2 separate regions of the Mus musculus genome follow, and region 2 is linked to region 1. Evidence: chromatin contacts called from public HiChIP or PLAC-seq data. All regions are on one chromosome and are shown on one strand. Each heading gives the region's core, a stretch centred on a gene start, on an enhancer-like site or on the middle of the called end of the contact. The rest is flanking DNA. Distances are from core to core; before and after follow the strand shown. Region 1 has its middle 9.4 kb from the start of Rbm24. Region 2 overlaps Cap2 (CAP, adenylate cyclase-associated protein, 2 (yeast)).

Region 1 (6,138 bases), core at 3,392-5,891:
TGGTAGAACGAGTGCTTTGGAAACAACCAAATAAAGCATTGGAAATTTAAATTAAAATTTTAAAAATTACATATTTTTTCTGGTTAAAAAATATCCTCTTTTCACTTGATTTTTCACCTTCATACATTTCTGGACCACTTTTTTTTTTCTTTTGAAAACTGTATTTTAAAGAAAACGAGACAAAAATTTGGAGCTGGTCAGGGAGCTGTTGAAATCTGTGATTGTCCGGTCAATTGAGTAGTGTCCAGTCCGCCTCGGGTCCCCACTTGAGGTTGGTGTCTAAAATGTCATGAACTTGGTGGTGCTTATAGATCTGGCTTACAGTTAGGAGTTATGGCTACATGGTCATTTAGTGTCACCTAGACAAACTCTCTGACTTGGTTAAGACAAAATATCAAGAGCTATGTTTCTAGAGCCATATCATTACCTATTGCAACCACCACTCCATTATCCTGCATCCCCAGGAATCTATGCTGTGCTTCATTTAGGAGGATGCTCAATAATATTCCAGACAACATCTTTCCCCTTGACTGCTGACTCTAATAACACAAGATCTCTCAGGGCGTTTGTCCCATGTGACAGCACTCAGGATCTCAAGCAGGATTTGATGTGGTCCTCTTTCCTGATTTCGATCTCACTGAACTTGTCTTTCATCTTGCCTATTGCATGGACAGGGGAAGAATTCCTGGGCAGAGAATAATTATCTCTATAACCCAAAAGGCCCCAGTAGGCATTGTGGTTTTTTTCTTATTATTAGAAGGTAGCAGATAAAAACTCCCCCCACCTTGATTTTAGAAAGGATGTTGCCAATTCCTTGACCATTGTGAGGTTTATCTCTTCTTATCTTTGTCTCCTTTAAAGCTATGCATTTGCTCAGAGCCACCACCACTGCCACTCTGCTGTTATTGCTCCTCCTCCTCCTCCTCCTCCTCTTGTCTGACACTATGAAGGTTTGTTAGGTATATCTTAGACTTATAGTCTGTGTCCCTGAGAGCATAGACAAAATGTAGAGAGTTCTTTTCTAGAAGGTTCCAAGACTGTCTGAAATCTCAGGAGCACATTTTTTTTACTCCTTGTGGTCATAGCAACACTCTGTTCTTCTGGACTCTCACAAATGCCAATCGTTAGGGTCTGCTTCCAGCATGTCTTTAGCCCGAATCTGCAAACTTTCCCAGATCCCTCCCACAAGCCATTTCCGAAGTCTCTGAGCCACATCGCAGCCACATCTCCATCTCTGTTATCAATTTCATGTGTCAGTCAGAACGTTTGCCATTGTGACATGTGACAAACACCCAAGAGAAATCATTTAAGAGACATTTGTTTGGGCTCCTGTGTCTTGTCTGCAGTTGGACCCAGGGCTTTGAGCCTGAGCTGAGGCAAACCCCATATCCCATCAGATCGTTGATCTATCAAAAGAACTAATTCCTTAATAAGGTCATGACCCCTAAGATGCAGTTACCTTTCCAAGACCCACCAGCTGGGAACAGTCTGTCTAACACACAAGATTGTGGTGGACTCTTCATTTCCAGACCACCGCAAATGTTTTACCATTGCATCACGTGCGTTTGGCAGTTACTTTGTCTAACGGTTTCTTGCCCCATTCTCATTTAGTTCCTCTTGCAAAAAAATTCAATTCCATCTATACTATTTCAGTAGTTTTCTGACTGTACTGGGGGTTACGTGTTCATTTTTATTCTTGAATGTTCTTATCTCTGATTTTTCGGTTAACATTTTTTTTTTTTACTGACCTATCTTAAGGTTAACCATATCTTTCTTTTGACACCTCTAGATTTCCATTAAACCAAAGAGGTGATTCCAAAATTTGTTATATTTTCTGCAATAGAATCTTCATATTTTAAATATCTATTTCTTTGCTTAGACTACCTCTGTCCACTCATTAAGAACATATTTTAAAATATGTTAAATATATATCTATATATATTCATGTATACCACACACACATACATACACACACATACATGCCTGCATACCCGTTGCCTGCTACATCAATATCTACATCATCTCAGAAATTAGTTCTTATCAACTGCTTTAGCTGACCAGAGTCTACAGTTCTCAACTTCCTAGCATTTGTAAGAGTTTTTTTAATTATTGAAGAAGGCCTTTGGCAATTGGTATTGCATTTTTTTTTAATTGCTGCTGTGCTTCGTGAGTATTAAATTTTGAGTTAAACAGTTATTAGACTGCTCCCTTAGATATACGGGGGTGGGGTGGGGGGTTGCTTTAGATTTTCGTTAAGGTTGGACTTCCTAAGTACCCCCAAGTTCTAGAAACTTGTCAGGAATCAATTTACAAATACTTTGTCCCCTGAAGATTTTTGTTTGTTTGTTTGTTTGTTTGTTTTCGAGACAGGGTTTCTCTGTGTAGCCCTCCCTGGCTGTCCTGGAACTCACTTTGTAGACCAGGCTGGTCTCGAACTCAGAAATCCGCCTGCCTCTGCCTCCCAAGTGCTGTGGGATTAAAGGCGTGCGCCATCACCGCCCAGCTCCCCTGAAGATTTTTATCTGGACATGATTTTTACTCCTTTTGGGATAAATCCAGGACAGACTTTAGACTGGGATGTAGCTCTTAATACCGACATGTAATTTTGGGGTATCTCTGTCAGTTCCTGGCAAGTTAATGAGGTATTAGGGTGTAGGTGAGACTGAAATTTCAATGACCCTCAACACTTGTTTTACCTCTTGTGAGTTTTTTTTTTCCCCCTAAGACAGTGAGCCTCTGTTAAGCTTTAGAATGTATGACGCTGTATAGATACACCGTGTAACTTACAATTCTCTGTAGGGGAATCTGCATATACCTGCATCATATTATCTGCCTTTCTGGGCTCCCTTTCCTGGTCTTGATAGGAACCCATCATCTATTGGTTTTGGTTGTTGCTGTTGTTTTAATAACAAAACCAAATAGGTTTATAGACATTACTCAGTTGGTAGAATACTTTTCTAATGTGCTCAAAGCTGTGGGATCAATCCCAGCACCCCCTAAACTGGCTATGGTGATTCATTCCTATAATCTCAGCACCCAGTAGGTTGAGAGTGGAGACATTCAAGGTCAACATTGATGTATAGCAAGTTTGAGGCCAGCCTGGGCTACATAAGACCTTGACTCACAACATCACTACCAACAACAAAACTATACCCTTGGCCTCTGAAGCTTAGAAGTTGAAATGTCTTCTCACAAATGTGCTTACACATAGCTCTACAATATTCTGTCTAGTGTTGGAGAGGTTTAGGAAGAAACGGCTAAAATGACATTGATTAATCTTCCATTGGAAAAGCTCAACTTCAAAAGGTTTATTAAGAAAATTTGCAGCTATATTTTGATATGATAGAAATTTATAGTCTGTGCTGGTGAGTTTTGGGGGACCTTGACAGAATATAGAGCCATCTGGGAAGAGAGAACCTCAGTTGAGATAATGCCTCTAACAGATTGGCTTACTGTGGGCAAGACTGTGGGGGCATTTTCTTGATTAATGATTGAGAACATAGGAGAGTCCAGCCCACTGTTGGGGTACCACTCCTGGGAAGGTAGTTCAGGGTGAAGGGTTAATGACCTAAAACAAAAAGCGTCAGGTGAGCAGAGAAACTCCCAACTCAGCGTATGGCTGAGAATACCTACCTGACAAAAATGTCAACCTAGTAATAAGAACATCTGTAAACAGTTAGGATCTGGGAAACCCCTAAGATGAAAGACAACATGTCATAAGACCCTCTGTTGACATTTACTGCCAAGACTGTAAGGAAGAGATCTGATTGACTTTTTCATGCCAAGTGTTCCCTTTTTTGCCCTATAAAACACTCAAGCCCATTGCATCCCAGCCCAGCCTCCATTCCCATGGAGAGAATTCTGCCCTGCATATTCTAATAAAGCACAATTCTGGTCTTCCCTTTGATGTTCACACCCTGATCTAGCATTGGGTTGGATGAGAGACCAAGCTGAGCAAACCACGAGGAGCAAGCCAGTAAGCAGCACTCCTCCATGATCTCAGCATTAGCTCCGGCCTCTGGGTTCTTGCATTGAGTTCCTGGCCTGACTTGCCTTCATGAAGGACCGAAAATGCTGAAGATACAATACGCTTGTTCCTCCACAAGTTGCTTTTGGTCCTGATGCTCACATCAGGAGAGAGCAAATTAAAACCCAATCTATCATAACTGTGCATATCTGTAGCGTGCAATCTGGGAAGTCCTAATCATGAATTTGAGAGCATGCATGCAAGAGTATGAACTCAAAGGTATTATCTCGGTCAGCATCACAGACATTTCCAAGATTTCCAGGGCTAACCTGTATCTCTTTGTAATGCTGCCCTCTGTCCCAAACTGATCTGTTTGCTATGGCTATAGATTAGTTTGATTTCTAGATTTAATATAGTAGGCCATGTCTCTCTTTTTTTTTTATTACCTAATTCTTTTCCGTACAGATGTTGCATTAGCAGTTTGTAACATTTTGATTTTTTTTTAGTCCAATTCCCTTGTGTTGTTCATAGAACAATTTCTTTCTCCATCGCCACACCAAATCCTTTGATTTACTTCTAGTCTTCTCATTTTAAAAAATGAAAACAGACAGTAGGACTCAAGCCTACAGTTTCTGTACTTGAGAGTCTGAGGCAGGAGAATTGGCATTAGTTCAAGGTCAGCCTGGGTTACAGAGTGAATTCCAGAGCAGCTGAGCTACTGAGAGAGGTGCTGTCTCCAAAACAAAACAAAACAAACAACCCCACACCAAATCTGCTATTGAGTTTTATGCACAAAAGTGTGTCCATGTGCTTTTGTTAGTTTTTGGTAAATGTACCAACTATGTAATAGATAGGAGATTGTATAGTTAATTTTTAAAGAAACAGTTGAACTTGGAAATAAGTTTTGATGTGTTATATTTATTTTCATCTTCAAATCGTTTCAAAATTCCATTTGTCTTATGAAACCAGTATGCTTATTTATTTACTAGCACTTGGAATTTTTCTACTTAGCTTTCTGTTTTCAGGATCTTTCTTTCTTTCTTCCTTTCTTCCTTTCTTCCTTTCTTCCTTCCTTCCTTCCTTCCTTCCTTCCTTCCTTCCTTCCTTCCTTCCTTCCTTCCTTCCTTTCTCTCTCTCTCTCTCTCTTTCTTTCTTTCTCAACTTCAACAACAGGAATACTTCTTTTGATTTTTAATCCCTTCATCATTTCAAAATTGTAGTTTTTACCACCTGCTTTGCCCAGAAATTTATTTCACTAAATAGTTAATGTGGCATGACAACCATATTCACCCTACACTTAACCATATAACACTCTAGATGTACTAACCCAGGCTTGTTTTCTCAAACTTCTACAACTTAATAATGTTACAAATGTTCTTTGCCTATTTATCTGTAAGTTACTGAAAACAAGTTCTTACAATTTCCACTGGGAATTTAGGTGTCTGTTTCTTTTTACGTCTGTAATGTTTTCTTTATGAGTTTTGAAGTTGTGGGTGTGTTTGCTTTGAGACAGGGTCTCACTACTTAGCTTTGGCTAACCCAGAATTCATTGTGTAGATCAGGTTGGCTCTTACAGAGATCCTCCTGCCTCTACTAATCAAATGCTATGATTGAACGTTTGTGGCACCATGCCTGGCTAAAACTGTATTTAAAATCATTTGTTTGTTTCTTTAAGAATACTCAAAATTTTAAAAAATATTTATTTACTTTTATTTCACATGCATTGGTGTTTTGCCTGCATATATGTCTTTGTGAGGGTGTTGGATCCCCTGGAACTGAAATTACACATAGTTTTGAGCTGCCATGTGGGTGCTGGGAACTGAACTTGGGTCCTCAGAGAGAGCAACCAGTGATCTTAACCGCTGAGTCATTGCTTCAGCCCCTAAAACTGTATTCGTAAGGGTATAAGATGTATGATTCTTTCCTTTAGGTTTGATCTCTTTGAGACATCTATATCTCATTTAAAAGTATTTTGGCTTTAAAACTCATCTTATGTAATATTAACTAAGCAAGCTTTAAGTTAGCTGCTGCTGCTGGTTTTTTTTTTCCTACTCTCATTTTAAACTGAATTATCTTCAGAGTTACTGAAACATTTTATAAATCTGCTTATTTTTGATACCCAACTTGAGATTTGTTGATGTGCGTTTTAGAGTGTCTAACTTGTCTAAATT
Region 2 (5,596 bases), core at 762-3,261, 130 kb before region 1:
AGAAGGAAACTCAGAATAAGGGAGAAAGAAAGACAGGAAAGAAGGAGGGAAAGGCAAAAATAACAGTAAAAGCGATGGATGGATGGAGGGCAAAGGAAGAGGGAGAGAGAAAGGGAAAGAGACGGACAAGGGAAAGAGGGATAAAAGAAGATATAACTGGAATGATATCAAAATGTTTTCTTATCTGAAAGTTAGAGCTGTCATTAGCAACAGTAGGAACAAAGAGGCTGGCTTCACAGACTGTGGGAACCCCCGAGTCAGAATTCCTGACCAGATCACGTTTTGATATTTGCCATTTGGTCAAACTGATTTATGACTGCTAAAACACTCTGTGTGTGGTAACCTTACTAAAGTCAAGTGCTTCAGTTAATTACAACAACAGGCAGGAAACTGGGAAAACCGGAAGTCAACTAGAAGGCCAACATGGCTGAAGGAGATGGTGAAGGTGAGGGATGCCACTCTGCCAGGATCGCCACTACTCAGAATGGCTTGAAAGGAGCAACCACTGTAGAGTTGACTTAACTCTACAGTTAAGTCTTAGGGACTCTCAGGGTGTGGTTGTAGTCAGGAGAGACATCAAAAGTGAGGCCTGTGGGTATGTACCTGTAATCCTAGCACTTGGGAGGTAGAGGTGGGGTGGAAAGTTCAAGGTCAGGATCAACCACAAAGTAAATTTGAGGCCAACCTGGGCCACATGACACTCTGTCTCAACCCCTCCCCCCAACCAACAAGTGAGGGTGTCTATTAATTGCCTAAGTGTGCCTATCTGTTATGAGGTCAGGGAAGACAAAGACGTAGCTCAGATTTGTATCCACAGCATATGTAGCCTAGTTCTAATTTTAGTGTCTTTTCGTTTAAATTGTGATTCCCTTATGAAACAATGAATAGGAGTGCTTTCTTTTAAATCCACTCTAATCAAGATAAGGAAATGAACATTCCCCACCCCAAGAAATGTTCAGGAAGAACTCGGGATTTCCAGCTGCTACTGGCAGCTGCTTTGGGACTGTCAAGTCACTCAGCAACTGGCCAGAGACTAGTTCCTGTAAACTGGGGGTTTGTTTGCTTGATGAGACAAGGTCACAAGGTCTCAAGTAGCCCATGCTGTCCTCAAGCACTCACCTCTGCTATACCTCCCACCCACTCCACCCCCACTCTTGTGTAGAACCTCTGGCCTCCACCTCCAAAGTGCTGGGGACTGTAGGCATGTATAACCACATTAGGTTTGTTTATACGGTGCTTGCTAGACAAGCACTCTACCAACTGAGCTATGTTTCTGGCTTTTCATTTAGAAAAACAACACAACACACAACAAGTATCACACCAGTCCATTGTTAATGGGCCATGGCTTCCAAGACCTTGTTGATGATATATGAGAACCGTTTTTAGAGAGCCTTTTCCTTCCAGGGCAACCGCCATGTTTACCCTAAAGATCTATTGTAAAATTACGCATTGTTTATTCTTCTAAAGGAGGCACAGGCTGTGTCATTGTTCTTGGGTTGGAGAGTAATTTAAATAAGCCCCCTGGTTTCTGTTGCCTACAAGGAGGCTTAGCCAGATCTAATCTTTTCTAAACCTGTTCTGTTCTTGGGCTCAGCAGAACGTCCTAATTGTCAACATTAATCCCCCCTCCCTTTTGTGGTCTACTCTGTCAATAGACTATTGAGTGTTCGGGTAAATTACAGCCCGCCCAGCAGCCAGCAAGAGGACACAGAAGTTAAATCGTTGGCCTGCCTGTGCCTACTCATTCTTAATATCTGTGAAATAGCTGTTAAGCTGGGAGGGAGGGGGGTGAAATGATGCGTGTGGTATATCCGTCTCAGATTTCTGTACTGTACAATCAGGTATGTGGGGGTTTCTTTTTCTAGGCAACAGGTGTGTTTTTGGAACAAAGTTCGACACCCTTCCCTCCCTCCTCTCCCCCCCAACCCCCACTTTTTGGCTTGCAACAGAGGTGGCAGCTGCAGGCTTAACTCCAATGACACAGGGCTCTGGGAGGGCACAGACCTAAACTGCTTGTTCACTTTATTAAAGCGACAGGCAGATGGATGCTGGGTGTCTGTGCTTTTCTTTGTGTTACAGAGTCAGGGACTGCGTTTTCAGATGGCGAGCCTCTCTCTCTTTTATTGCTCTCTTTCCCTATATTTTCTTGTCTTTCCTCTCCTCCTTTCTTTTCTCTCTCTTGCTTTCTCCCTTCCTCTTTTTTTTTTCTTTTCCCTCTGGATCCCTCCTCCTCTTTTGTTCCGTTTCAGATTTCAGTTTTCCTTCTCTTAACACAAACACGACACGTGTAAATCATTCCGTATTCGTTATCGAGAACATATTTTCATTAGAGTCGCACTGCTTATAAGCTGACAAGTGAGGAGGGAAAAGCATTTCATTTAAATCCAAATACATCTATACCTCTCTTTATTCTAAAAGGAATGTAAAGGAGCTCTTTACTATGCAAACAGAAGGCTCTGCACTAGGGTGTACATTTTTGGAAAAACTCTAAGCTCCCATACTTATTTCTAAGCCTTGTTGTTCTCTGGTTAGAGCTTCTATCTAGGGTTTTGTGAGATGTTAGTAGTCAGAGTTCTGTCCTACCCCAGAAACGTACTGTCAACATCAACTGAAGGTCACAGATCTGGAATCACTGTGAGAGCATCATGCAAGAATGTCTTCTTCACATTGGGGTACCACTCCTTTATGTATTTAGCTTTCAGGTAAACTGTGTATGGTAAATATGAGAAATTCAACACGAGTTTGCTGTATGTGAACTTTCAGAGAGAAAAAGACAACCAGAACTAAAAGGGTCAGTGAGTGTTTCAAGAGAAGTATTTAATAACAGTGGAGGACATCTTTGGCAGACGAGTACCCTGTGATGTGATTGGTTGACCAGTTATTTAATTGCAGTCTTGGATCCACTGGGATGGAAAGTCACCAGATCCCTTTGTGAGACCACTGCTGGGTGTCGAATATGCTATCAACAGAGACGGAGCAAAGATGGAACCCTTTCCAATTATCTTCTAACCTCAAACAACTTTATCCAAGCATCAGATTTTCTGTAAACCTACGCTGAAACTGTCTTTTCCAGGATGTAAATAATGACTAACTGCCGGGGTAGAAATCTGTCGGTAGCTAGCAGACCAGAGTACACATCCTTCAAGATCTATTTCAATCCAGAAATTCCCAGATTCTATACTTTTCCCTTTCTCCCAGATTTAACGGAAAAGAAGTTATGAGAAGATAAGACATAAGAAAATTTGCATCTCTCTCATTCTCTCTCTCTCTCTCTCTGTCTGTTGGTCAGTCTTGAATCGAGAATGGGGATCACGAGGGATAGAAGAGATATTAAGATTGAGAAGAGATGGCAATGTAATATTTGTGACACGAAAGAAGAAAGTAGGGACGGTCGGAGGAAGGGAGCCAGCCAGAGAGGACAGGGGTCATGGAGGAGGACATCAGGGAAGGGGGACAAAGAAGAACACAGTCTAGTGGTGCAGGGGGATAGAAATGTCACCATGAGGAATGTACTCTGCATGATTATGTAAAATCACATGAAGAAAATGGGTCGTCGAGATTGCTCAGCCAGGAAAGAGTTGGCCCCACCAAGGGCATGTTTGATCCTTAGCACCCGTGTAAGAAGCCAGCCATGGTACACAGCTGTGATCCCAGTGCTGGGGAAGGTAGAGACAGGATGATCTCTGAGGCTCACTAGCTGGCCATCCATCCTAGCCACTCAGTGAGTATCAGGCCCCGGTGAGGGACCCTGCTTTACACACACGGTGGATTTCACCCAAAGAAAGACATCTGGGGTCGACTCTTACATGCTTGCACACACACACCTTCATGTGTAGCCACACACTTACAAACATCCACACACACAGTAATATACCAGCAAAAACCACACTACCATCTTAACCATCTTTATGTAAACACTCGTGTTGTCGTGAGACTTCTGGGTTTTGTTGTCGTAGAGCTGAGGCTTCACAGATACTCAACGAGATTTCTCATTGCCTCCCACTCCTGCCTCTGGTGATTGCTATTCTCGGTCTCTATGAATTTTGCATCTTTAGATGTGTCACATAGGAGAAGTCACAAAATGCACGCACCCCTGTCCGTGTCAGTTTTATTTTCCTTAGCACAGTGTCAGACAACACATTTCCTCGATGCATTTGTCTGTCTGTAGATGCTCCAGTTGCTTCTACCTCTTGGCTGCCGAGACTCATGCTGTTCAGAATACCACTCTGAAAGTCTGTCCTCATTGCTTTTGGGTGCATGTTGGGGTGTGTGACCTCATGTTTACAATGCTGTCATTGTTCCTGTACCTGCCAAGCCATTTTCTCTTACAGATGCACCATTTTACATGCCTGCCAACAGAATGCCACGCCCAAGCCAACACTCTCCATTTTCTGGGGTTTTCTGATGATATTTGCATCCTAACCGGTGTTCAGTAATAGCCTCAGTCTCACCCTGAGGAAGAATGGTGCTGCCTGGTGCCAGAGTCAATTCTGTTGGAGGGTCTTCCTTAGAGTGAAGGGAATTGACCCTAATCCCTCTGTTGGGTGCCCTGGTAGCTTCCTGACACACCAAGGACACAATCAAGTCCTCTGCAGTGACCAGCGGGTCCTATCCAGCTCTAGTTCCAAGCTACCGCACTTCCTAACTCACCTCTCCAGTGGCCTTCTGCTCTGCTGAGAACAGCTGGTTCACAACCTCTGGGCCTTTGCTCTAACCCTGCCTGTCTCTCTCATCTCTGAGGCAACCAGGTCTTGAGGAACCAGTATTAGCATTGGAATACAAACAGTACCAGGCAGACCCATTAGGAAGATCTCTGCTCAAAAGTCACCTCCTGCGCTACAGCTCCTACACCAACAGCCCTGATTCTAGCACTCTCCACATCACTGTCTATTTCCTTATTTTTTGGTAGTACCTATAATACTGCAGTTGGTTATGTAGTTATGTATATCTTTTATTTCCCCAAAATAAAGATAAAGGTAAAATTCTGAGGCAGGGGTGGGGCAGAACTCTCTTGTCTCACTCATCTCTGAATTCCTGGTACCTTCTGATGCTTTAATTAGTAGACACTTGAAGGACAGATAAATACATGTATAAATGAAAGGAGAAATAAATAACATCATGAAGCCATTAGGGTTGCCCGAGGGACAAGAAGCACTCACGTGAGTCTCTACGTCACCAGCAAGGACTCGGCTGTTCTTTAAGAACTCGGCCACCATACTGTTTATCAGTTTGTCAAAAGCTTCCACGGACGGTGCCACACCTGTGGAAGAGAACGGCTTGGTTACTCCCCAGTGGTTTTTGTGGAAAGCCGAGGCTGGCTTGCCACAGGTCACATGGAGGCTGGATACCATCACTGTTACCTCTCACTTATCCAGTCACTCATTCCTCCGCTCACCCCACATTTACGATGGCTCCGGAAAATCCCCTTGGCCCAGTCTCCTTCCTTGTCTGTAAAGACTTTGATCAGCACCATTCGTTCTATTCTCTCCACCCTGATGGTTCTCTTGCTTATCAGCTCAACTGGATTTGGAACTACCGAATGGACACACCTCTATGTACATAGTTCACAGGGACTTTGGTTGGAGTTTTAATAAAC

Evidence for each region. HiChIP or PLAC-seq counts read pairs in DNA pulled down with a chosen protein or histone mark.
Region 2: an H3K27ac HiChIP or PLAC-seq map of heart atrium shows a contact between it and region 1, with 5 read pairs. The contact joins two enhancer-like sites. A contact is called at or near these places in 1 of 39 promoter capture datasets (hippocampal neurons), 4 of 484 Hi-C or Micro-C datasets (muscle stem cells, nephron progenitors and psoas muscle), 8 of 115 datasets of contacts at active chromatin or transcription factors (embryonic forebrain, embryonic hindbrain, embryonic midbrain and 4 more) and 1 of 9 other capture datasets (adipose tissue).

Annotation. Positions count from the first base shown.
Region 1 is chr13:46,405,859-46,411,996 of GRCm38.p6, reverse strand. No RefSeq gene overlaps it. Among named protein-coding and RNA genes, the nearest start is that of Rbm24, 9.4 kb to the left of the region's middle. Within about 2 kb of position 4,641, at least 7 of the 459 cell types and tissues checked have an H3K27ac peak or open chromatin away from gene starts, as enhancers often do. A contact at or near this core is called in heart atrium, where this site is marked.
Region 2 is chr13:46,530,641-46,536,236 of GRCm38.p6, reverse strand. Cap2 (CAP, adenylate cyclase-associated protein, 2 (yeast)) reads right to left here. Exons shown (of 13, transcript NM_026056.4): 3 at 5,160-5,260. Among named protein-coding and RNA genes, the nearest start is that of Cap2, 32 kb to the right of the region's middle. Within about 2 kb of position 2,011, at least 56 of the 459 cell types and tissues checked have an H3K27ac peak or open chromatin away from gene starts, as enhancers often do. A contact at or near this core is called in heart atrium, where this site is marked.